Regions from separate parts of the Hordeum vulgare genome. Here region 2 is linked to region 1. A link is a contact called in public Hi-C data. All regions are on one chromosome and are shown on one strand. Each heading gives the region's core, a stretch centred on a gene start, on an enhancer-like site or on the middle of the called end of the contact. The rest is flanking DNA. Distances are from core to core; before and after follow the strand shown.

Evidence for each region. Hi-C and Micro-C count contacts between places; a contact is called where the count stands out from the background.
Region 2: a Hi-C map of seedling shows a contact between it and region 1, with 4 times the contacts expected there. The contact joins the promoter of LOC123447873 here to the promoter of LOC123447867 in region 1. A contact is called at or near these places in 2 of 6 Hi-C or Micro-C datasets (leaf and seedling).

Annotation. Positions count from the first base shown.
Region 1 is chr4H:58,943,718-58,949,131 of MorexV3_pseudomolecules_assembly, reverse strand. It overlaps LOC123447867 (mucin-1-like), which reads left to right and starts at 3,925. Exons shown (of 1, transcript XM_045124575.1): 1 at 3,925-5,414. The coding sequence starts at 4,130.
Region 2 is chr4H:59,387,081-59,392,666 of MorexV3_pseudomolecules_assembly, reverse strand. It overlaps LOC123447873, which reads left to right and starts at 4,065. Exons shown (of 5, transcript XM_045124580.1): 1 at 4,065-4,279; 2 at 4,688-5,350. The coding sequence starts at 4,701.

The sequences.
Region 1 (5,414 bases), core at 2,676-5,175:
CTGTTTGAAGCAAAGTACGAATCTTCTCTAAGCCTCAACCAGCCTCTGAGTTTGATGGCTGAATAGAATCTGCTATCTTAGCGACGGCTGCAACATTTAGTACTGGAGTACGATATACCTCAATGTTGTCATGTCGTCCACTCGAGAAAAGTTGTCGCTGATGTCGACTGGAAGTTGGAGGACAACGACAGATGTGTCCACTCGATGGTTCGCCGACCTCGCGTTCGCCGTGACCGAACCCGGGCGAGCTCTCCATAGAACCCGCCATGAAGACCTCCGTTGTTGGATTGCAGCTCTCGCACTCGAAAGGACCATCAGACTGATCTGACGCCGAGTTGATCGGGCTCCGAAGAGGTTCAACAGGCTCGATGGCAGCAACCTGCGGAGATGACGGAGATGACGCCTAGCGAGCCACTGCGTGTTTCACCCATCGCTGAAGTCGTGAGCGACCGGATCGCTTGTGACGATGAACAGCGGAGCAAACGGTCGACAACGGAGTCGACGGCTACCGAAGGAGCTTGCACGGATGTGAGTTGCCCCGAGAATCGGGAGCGCCTCGATGTCGAGAGGCGCCTCCTGAAGCCATGCCGAGTCATCAACAACAAAGACGAGCGCGCCCAAACAGATCTCGACGCCCAAGAACAAATCACAACCGGAAGACATGACGGAGAATGGAAATCGCAAACTTGCCGGAAGTCGCTTAGACGCCTGCCCCACGGTGAGCGCCAACTGTCGTGGGAATGAACCTGACAGTAGAGGTGTAGGGTACGAAAGGAGAGGGCAGAGTCCTAGCTACGGCAAGCTTGTACGCAAAATGTATGAGTTCAGGCCCCTCTCGTGGAGGTAACAGCCCTACGTCTCAGTGCTCTGGAGCTCTTGCAGTGTGGAATGTATATTACACGGGGTGCAAACCCTTGTACCAGAGGGAGGGGTGGCTTATCTAGAGTGTGCTACCCCTCATCAAGGGCCAGCATCTAAGGGTTTGATCAATAGAGTTTAAAGGTGTGTGTTACTAATAACGTGTGTAATTAATGCTATTCATGATGACCAGCCGAACGCTCGCATGTTGGCCTTCCTGGAGTGGCTTCTGGTCTTTTGCGTCGAATGGTTTCTTCCGAGTGGAAGTTGGTTGTCGAGTGAAGGGGAACATACTCCGAGTGATTGCTTACCGAGTGACTTAGACGCCATGGATATCCAGTCGGAATCCTCCTTGTGACCTTCAAGTTAATAATGAAGTACCCTTAGGTAGGACACCTAGGTCAGGCATGTGACCCTACCCTAGGTACATATCCCCATCAGCCAATACTATTAAAAGGGGGTGAGGTAGTAAAATGAACTGATTGCTCAAAGTGTTCAAAGTTAGCCACCAAAATACTCAATCATTTTCCCACATATCCATTCTGTCAAAATCCACATACACAAATTCGGTGTCACCAACTTCCACATTTCGGACCCATCGAGTTTGATCTCAGACAGAAACCCTAGCCATTCCCACCAAATCGGTGCAACCGAAACCAAGTCGGTGCTACCGAGTTTGGGTGACCAACTTTCGGGTGCCTCGGTACACAAAATCAGAATTTCCTAGTTTGAGTATCGGTGACACCGAGTTTGGCCATCTGACCATTAGCCACCTTTTCGGTGCCACCGAGTTTCATATATCGGTCTCACCAAGATTCAGAAAATGCTACCTTTGTGTTAATCGGTACCACCGAGTTTTTCACTTCGGTGTCACCGAGTTTGCAACTTTGTGTGTAACGGTTGGATTTTGTGTGTTGTGTACATATACCCCTTCACCCACCTCTCATTCATGGGAGAAGCCCTCAGAACACACATTTTATTGCCAGATCCATTTTCTGAGAGAGAACCACCTACTCATGTGTTGAGACCGACATATTCCAATCCAATCATTTGAAGCTTGATCTCTAGCCTCCCCAAACAGCTTTCCACCAAATCAATCTCTACTACCCATGCATATTCTGTGAGAGAGTGATTTTGTGTTGAGGAGACTATCTTTAGAAGCACAAGAGCAAGGAGTTCATTGATCTACCACATCTATTACCTTTTGGAGGTTGGTGCCTCCTAGATTGGTTAGGTGTCGTTTGGGAGCCTCCTACTTCCTGTTGTGGAGTTGAACTAAGATGTTTGTAAGGGCAAGGAGATCGCCTACTTCGTGAAGATCTACCGTGAGTAAGGCTAGTCCTCCGTGGATGAAAGCCGTGGTGGAATAGACAAGGCCCCTTCTTTGTGGACCCTTCGTGGGTGGAACCCTCCGTGGACTCTCGCAGCCGTTACCCTCTGTGGGTTGAAGTCTACACTAACATGGACGTACGATAGCGCCACCTATCGGAACCATGCCAAAAATTGTCGTGTCAACTTCTTCGCGTTTGATCTTCTTAATCTCTACTCCTTTACATGCACAAAGTCTTTACTTTTCCGTTGCCATTTATATTGACTAGCATGTGTAGGGTGCACTAGACTTGTTAGAACTGCTAGATTTCTGCCCTCCTTGAAATTGGGTTAGGCCAGGAATTTTATCTAAACAAGTAGTCTATTCACCCCCCCCCCCCCTCTAGACACATCTTCTATCGATCCCTCAGCTTCACCAAATTTTCATCAACTAATCCCATCAATCCATCAGACAATTGTTTTCTAGGACATGACCAATGGAGCATCATGATTACTCCTCGTCGAGCAACACTCGAATGCACTTTCATATTAACAACAATAGTGCCTAAGGACAAATTGCGCCGCTCGACATGAGCAATTTCCTCCCTGCCTCCAACATATTCCAAATTTTGACCCTCACGCACAAACGCACCATTGAAATGGAATTGCACAACCATGAAATCCATAGGATCCATTCAATTTATAAAAGATGAAAAAACAAAATGAGAAAGTATTACTAGGGTTTCAACAAGCCCAAGCTAGCAACAACAACTTGTCTATGCCTAGGGTTAGCAGCAACAACAACAACCTAAGGGAAATAGAGGGGGGAAGGGAGGGAAGAGAGGGTGAACCTGCCGGCGGTGTGGCGGTGCCGCCTGTCTCTGGTCGCCGGCGGTGGAGTTTGTGGACACGACTCAGGCGGCGGCCCTTGCGACCCAGGCGGCGATGGGGTGGACTTGGGTGCGGGGTGTGGCTATGAATGAACAAGAGACAAAGATGGGTATAGGGTTGGATTGATGCGCGCGTGGCATGCTGACTGTGTTGTCCAGTCAGCTTTGACTCGGTCAAAACCGCTTGACCAGCCTACTGAGTCAAGGGTTGTAATCTGGACCCTGTGACAAGTTGAGGGTTGAATCCAACCGATTTTAGAGTTCAGGGTTGAAAATCAAACCACATGGTTAGTTAAGCCTTGAAATGTGGACTTTTCTCTATTCCATATAATCGACGAAGCTCCAAAACATGTAAAGTTAATGGCCTACTATGACACATAACCACTACAAATTCCAGCTATGAGTATGAATGCATGGCAAACACAAATGATGAACGGTGCGGTGGGGGTTGTGTTTCTTTCCTTATTCCATTGAATCGACAAAACTCCAAAACATGTGAAGTTAATGACAACCTATTTTGACACAGAACCATGACAAATGCCAGTTGTGAGTAGGAACGCATGGTAAAACACAAAGTATGAATGATCACATCGATCTGTCGATACCGTGTGTAAAAAGGATAACCACATGGATGTCCGTGCTTGCTGTGTGCGTGTTGGAGAGGGAGGAGGGCAGCCTTTCTTTGGTAAAAGAGGAAAGAAACAAACCCTAACCAGGCCGCACGCCTACTTAACCGGTACTCAGAACCACAAGGCTCTCCTCACACAACAAAACTTGCCAAACTCCTCCAAATGTCTACTCTCTCCAGAAGAGAAGACCCCCACCCACCCACCCACCCACTCCCCTTGCCTCCGATGACCCCCGAAGATCTTCCCTCATCGACCCGCGGCAGCAGGAAGCGAAAGTTCCGCCGTATTTTCAACCACGGAAGCCCTTCATCACGTCGCGGCCATGCTAATCAAGGAAGACCGCCGACGGGAGCTGCTCCCCTCTTACGCCTCTTTTCGCCACGCCTACGGCGAGGAGACGGTGGTCAGGGTGGTTGCAGTGGTCAGGATGGTCGCGGTGGCCGCATGAATTCATCGATGCCGCTTCAAGATTCAGACACTGCTGATAACCGGCAGCCGTTTCCACACCAGGAGAGAGGTATGGATCTGGGGGTGGCCGAGAAGGAGGCCGAGGACCATCTATTCGCTACCAAAACTTTGCTTCGGACCAGATCGGGCAGTCAAGGCCTTAAAAATGGGGCGACCACGGACAGGGCTAGGACAATGGAGATCTTGGACAGGGAGTTTGCCCTGAGGGTGCAGGAGAAGGATTTGGACAAACGGCGCTATGCCAAATATGTGAGCGATGCGCAGAAGATCATGCGCCAGGAGGCCAACGAGTTGGCCGTCTCTGGCCAACGCATCACTGCCAACATTCCCAAGGGAAAGGAACCCGTAACGCCCCCATATCATGTACTCGAGTCAACAGACGTGCCAAAGACCCACACCGTCCTTGTTGTCCTCAGCGATGACGACGAGGAGGAGGAGGAGATGGCTAACAAGCTCGCCTCCAATACTAATAACTCCTCCGTGAACATCGTGGATCCTCGTGCGGCAGCAACTATGGCGATTGTGGCAGCCCCTTCTGCTGCGACTTCTGCACCGCCTCCACATACCCCGGCATCCGGTGCGCCTACTGCCCTTGCACCAGATTCGGCAGCCCCTGCCACTTATGGCCATGGCAATGGCGTTGCTGGTGCATGCGCACGCGGGATCAAAAGGCCGCACCCACCTGATGCAATCTTTGCACCGTCTCCGGACGCGGTGGCGCCAATGGCCTTTGCAACTGCTCTCGCTACCCCTGCTGCTTACGATCATGGGAACATGCGAAGGATGGAGGAGGAACTGCAGGACAAGGAGGTCGTATCTGCCTCCCTGGCCCGGACGATGCATCACAGCTCGATGAGCGCCTGGTTGGACCGGCCAGGGTGGCCAAATTACACCAAACGGCCCCGCAAACCCCGCTCGGCCCCTCGACATCGCGGTTTGCGGATGAACCACAACACGGCGGGGCCAGCCCCTGCCTATGCTGGTTCCTCATCCCGTGCCCCTCCTGCAAACATCAGCAACTCCGCTCCAGGCTCCTCATCCCGTGCCCCTCCTGCTGACATCTGCAACTCAATTCCGGGCTCCTCGTCCCGTCTCCCTCCTGCTAACATCAGCAGCTCGGCTCCGGGCTCCTCATCCAGTGCCACTCCTTCTAACGTGAGCAGCTCCGCTCCGGGCTCCTCATCCAGTGCCACTCCTGCAAACGTGAGCAGCTCCGCTCCGGGCTTGGCTACGGCTGAGCAAGGGAGGGGGATGCGTGGCT
Region 2 (5,586 bases), core at 2,816-5,315, 440 kb before region 1:
GCAATGCTCCAATGCAGCGCCGACCATGCTTCATTGCAGTCGCGAAATCGAAACGTGGTGCTCCAACACAACACCGGCGGCCTGTTGCAGCTCCGGCATGTTGCGCTGCAGCTTTGCCTCTTCGACGAGCATCACTACCCGATGCACTGCGCCGCCACACCTTCGTGTTCCACTGCAGCTCTGTTGTCGGTGCGCGGCACCTTATTTGTTATGCAGCTCTGCTTCTCTATTCTGCGGCAATGACGGAGATCCCCCCTCTCCCATGGATTGCAGCTAGGCAGCAACATGTACGGACCACATCAGAAGGCATGGCTAGCGACGGTGGCTCACACCATCTCGCAACTCGGCAACTGCGGCCATGGCGGATGCGCAGCAGCGGTGCTGGAGGAGAGCGGGTGCGTTGCAGAGAGAGATGAGAGAGGAAATAAGGAAGAAGACGAGCCGTGAGGAAAGAGATAAGGCACGATGGGAGTGCGTGATGGATGGGCCCTACAGGAGGATGTGTCAATCGGGGGAGGCGGTTTACGGAGTAGAGAAATTAATCAGTTGATTATAAACAATTTCCTTTATAAAATAAAAGATACATGTACATGTCTAAGAGTAGAAGGTTACTTCCATGCACACAGAGTCCATTGTTGTTGAACTAACATCCTAGACTCCCGAAAAAAGAAAAAAAATAACATCCTAGGCGGTACGAACTGTACTCCTATAGTTTGACGGCTCATGCTACAGGCAACCAACGTAGATTCGTCTTCCGGAAAAAAATTAGACCACCGGGTCTTGTTTTCATCTTTTTATTCAAATCTTTTCTCCTATGCATTCTTTTCTGAATTTTGCATTAATTTTTTCTTTTACGATGAAAATAGAGTTTAATTCCAAATTGATAGAGTTACAGTCGAGAGGCAAAAGATCATCGATACATGATGATCCTAAATGCATCCACACAGCCATGGCATATTCTACGCGACTATAATTTGTCAAACGGTCGGCAACTTTATTATGAATTTCGCATTACTTGATAACGACTGATCATTCATCTATCACCGGAGACATACCCATATCCAAATTGTTGGTTCTTACGGCCATTTGGTTAACGAGCTTGCCAAGTGGCGCACCATCAACTCGGTTTCTAGCTTTATTAACCGAATTTAAAAATTAACCGAGTGGTAGAAACCGAAAATTCGGTTTATACCGAATGCCCACCCCTAGCCTGTGTGACCACCATATTCTAGCCAAAACACCCAAGCCTCATCAACATCTCCGAACCTCATAGCAACTTGGGGTGTCCTCTTGTCAACTTATGCCATCGCATAACAATTACACAAATGCATAACACTCAAATTCTGCAACAATTCGAAACAACATGTATATTTCAACATGAGCGGTTGAAATCGACCCACGCTGTGTTTGACAACAAAGTAAGGTAGAAACTTATAATATTGAAAACTGCAATATTTTTGTCTATAGGTACTAGATACCATAGTTTTGACATATCAAAGTATTTGTAGTATTGGGAATATTGTGACAGTGTTTGGCCAGTGCATGTTTACAACGACCTATCTAGCAGTTAATAACAGTCGCAAATAGGCATGATTGTAGCTGACCAGTGGTTGCAAACCGAACGACCATACACAAAACAATTAGACAGACCCGACGGCATGCTATACATCAGCTGCGGCGAGAGCACATCGGCACGACATGGTAGCGCGCTACGTCGCTCTGGCGATCGCACACAATGGACTACGCAAGGTCAGCTGGCAGTGTGTTGGGAGTTAATCTGACGAAGAAAGTAGCATTGCAGCCAGCAGCGTGCGCGACCATGGGATGAGCAATCTGGGCATGTGGTGGTCAGGGACGGCGTGATACACTCATGCACAATGCATACAATGAGAGGAGGAGCGCAAGTGTGAGTAGGAAGGGCATCATTTTTCTTCCCATTGCCTTCTCTCGATGATCTTCAAGGCGGCCGCGCCGGCTTGGGAGAGAGAACGGCGATAACGAACAATCTCATTTTCTTCGCGCGCTCTGATTTTAAAAAAGAAGTTTGGGTTTTTTTAATGCAAAGAAAATGCCACGAGGATGAACGTAGCAAGCCACGAGGTGCAAAATGAAAAGAAAAGCTGGCCAGGAGGGCAAGTAGGGAGAGGGGGGGATAAAGACAGCACGACAGCAGCAGATGGTGTTGTGGTCGCAGCTGGATCCTGAGCTGTCCGGCCGGTGGCATGAGTTGTTTTCTGTTTTCTGTTTGCCCCCACTACCCAATATGGGCTGCACTTAAACAACAATGCCGTGTTCCTCCTGCCACATGCACCAGCTCCACCGCTAGGTCATGCACATCATTTCTTTCTGTTTTCTTGCTCTTTTCTTGGGTCGAATGTCTCCTGCCTATGTTGTGTATATGGTTCAATTGTGTCCTGCTGGCAAATGCATCATTCTTTTGGTTCAAAGAAACATGTAAGAGCAACTCCAACCGGTCGATCCAAACGGACGACGATTTTGTTCGCTTTTTGTTCGTTTTAGTCGGTTGTCCGCATTTTTTTTTATTGACCGCGTGTTCAACACTAGCGATCCATTTATGCCCGTACATCAGATAAAACAGGTCAGCATGCTAACGTTCAATAGTTCATGTTGGTACACTTGTCAGCGGCCGACACACATGCCAGCATGCCAAATTCGACCACGCTATATCGACCCGTGGTCATGCAAGCACACTTGCCGGCATACAAAAAAGGTTCCGTTGATCTCCGTCGCAGATCACAGCTGGTCGAACTTGAACATTTTGGCTTGCATCTTCTCGAACCATAGCCTCTTTCTCGGCGACACGGTGTTCAGATCAACCTTCATAATCTCCGCGCCCGTCTTCATGTTTGCGAGGGCCACTTCTTTCGCATTGGTCCTGGCAATGGTGGCCTCGATCTCGAACATCTTGGCTTGCTTCGCCTCCTCCAACTCAAGCATCTTGGCTTGCCTCTCCGCGTCCATCTCGAACCTCCTTCTTTGGATTTTCATGAAGGCGTGCATTTGGTCTTCCTTTTCTTGCCGACTCTTCTCCTCCCGCAAGTCCTTCTTGCTTATCATGCCCTCCATTTTTTCAAGCAAGGCGATCGACGCCGCGTTCCACCTGTCCCCCTTCTTTGAGTTGGTCTTCCCCCGCGGTCGGGTCTTCTCGCCGTCACCATGGTCATGCACAACTTATTCCCCCCCCCCCACGCGCCAAGAGGGCGGTGGCGACGGACATGGGCATTGAGGCGATGGCGGCGATGACCTCGAAGTCGTCGTCCATGGCGGTGGGAGCTGGCGCAGGAGCGAGCGGAAGAGTTTGGGGAAAATGGAGGGAAAAAGTGGCCGCTTTGTCGCCGACTTGCAGGCCAGGGAGGGAAGTAGGCGCGCGCCGCGTGCGTCCGTTTCATGTCCGCGCCGACGTAAATCAGGCTCAAAATTTGGACTGGAAATGGGTCGATAGGCGAACAAAAAGCGGACGCGCGTCCGTTTGGGTCGACGCGTTGGATCAAGTTTTTGTCCGCACGAATCCAAACGAACGGCGACAGACGAAATGGATCACTCCGTTGGAGTTGCTCTAACACCACCACAATATCCATGTAATATCAAGGGTATCATCGATCACCTAGAGACTATAAACACCGAAACAAGCCCAAACAATCATAAAACCTTGTTCAAGTTTCTCCAAAATTATGCTCTCCTTTGCACAAAGTGGGTCACATGGATAATACGCACATAATATATACTCTCTTCGTCACAAAATTATTGTCTTAGATTTGTTTAGAAATGGATGTATAAAACCTACGACAAGAATTTTGAAACGGAGAGAGTAATAATCAAAAATTGACATAGGCACGCCTTGGGTACGCACAGCATTTACATCTCTCGCCACTAGTAGTACCGGCCACCTGCTTCGCCGCATCGAAGACAATAATTCTCACCAGATTTCTCGACACCGTTGGGCCTCTCAATCCGACGGCGGACGCTCATCAAAGTTTCTGCAAACCAATTTCTTTGTCGCTGCCGCAATATTAAAACACTAGCGAGAGAGACACTATTTAATTGATTTTTTCTCCCCTCAGTACTAGTATACAATTTCTCCATTCGTCTCCCACTCTCCCCCTCCCCTCCCCTCCCCTCCCTCGCCGGCCCCCTCCTCGCCGCAAGCTCTAATTCCCCGAAGATTAGCTCCAACAAATACGAGTAACTGTGGATTAGTGCGAGGATTTGGCTGCGGCAATTCTGGGGCGGGGCGGTTGGAAGAGTCGCGGCCGAATTGGTGAGTCTTTTTCGGGGTTTTTTGGTTGGTTCTTTCCGCGATTCTTGGTGCGTCCTCGCCCCTCTTCATCCGCCTCGATTTGCGCCGTGCTGTTTCGATGCGTGCTTGTTTCTGCTGCGTTCTCTTCGTCCAATTGACATCCTCCAGTTCGGTCCTCTATGCGGACCTCGGATCTTGACCGCTTCGTGGCACAATTGGACGCTTGCGGTTCGAAGCAAATTCGAATCTTTGACGCGAATTCGCCGTAGAAGAACGCAAGCAAAATTGTTTTGTCGTGCCGTTTGCTGAGATCTGTGGGTAGAGCTGTGAATTGGACCGCCTCGATTCGATGCAAGCTCGTGCTAGTTTAGTGTTAAATTTGCTCCAAATCTTGATTTATGTCACAGATGTGCTCTTTGTTGTGTGCAGTTTGGTCGGGCAGATGATGATGGCGAACGCGAAACTCCAGAAGCAGGCGCTGCTGCCGCCGCGTAGCCCGTTCCCGACCGCCGCGGCGCCGGCGCCGTCGCCGTACGCAGACCACGGCCCGATCGCCCGGCCACAGGGCGCCACGCACCACCGCTTTGGGCATGGCCACGGCCATGGGCACCACCAGCGCACGTCGTCTGAGAGCATCATTGAGGAGCAGCCGTCGTGGCTCGACGACCTGCTCGACGAGCCTGAGACTCCCGTTCGCCGCGCCGGGCACCGCAGGTCGTCGAGCGACTCTTTTGCACTGTTCGACGGAAGCGCTGCCTCGGGCGCATTTGCCAATGGTTTTGAGGAGATGGGGGGAGGAGGGCAGGCTGCGCCATGGGGTGGCGTGCAGGAGTACTATGCCAAGCCAAGCTCATACGGGAGACCGCAGGGCCGGCCGTGGGAGCAAGGCATGCCGAATTTGGCTGGTTACAGGCCAGGGCCGCCGGTGCCGGTGAGGGAGAAGTTGGGTGGGCATCACGGTTCACTGAGTGCGTCGAGGGATCATGAGCATGCCATGGACAAAAGAGCTCTTGATGAACTTGGGGCAGAGAGGAAGGATGGTGGGCTGCCAAAGTACGCACAGTCAGAGGCGGACACCAAGCGTGCTAAACAGTGAGTATACTTCTGCTGCATGATTGCATCCATGCTATCTATCCCAACACTTATCTGTGTTCTGAAATCTTACAGTTGAGAACCATTAATGACGAGAGCCGGGGAGTGCTATCTATTTACTTAATTTTGACCGCATACAGCAGGGTCAGCCCTTTGCTGTGGGTTAGCATATATTTTAAAATCAAATTATGGTTAGCTTAGATTTTAAATTCAGAATACACTCTTCTAGTTTCAAC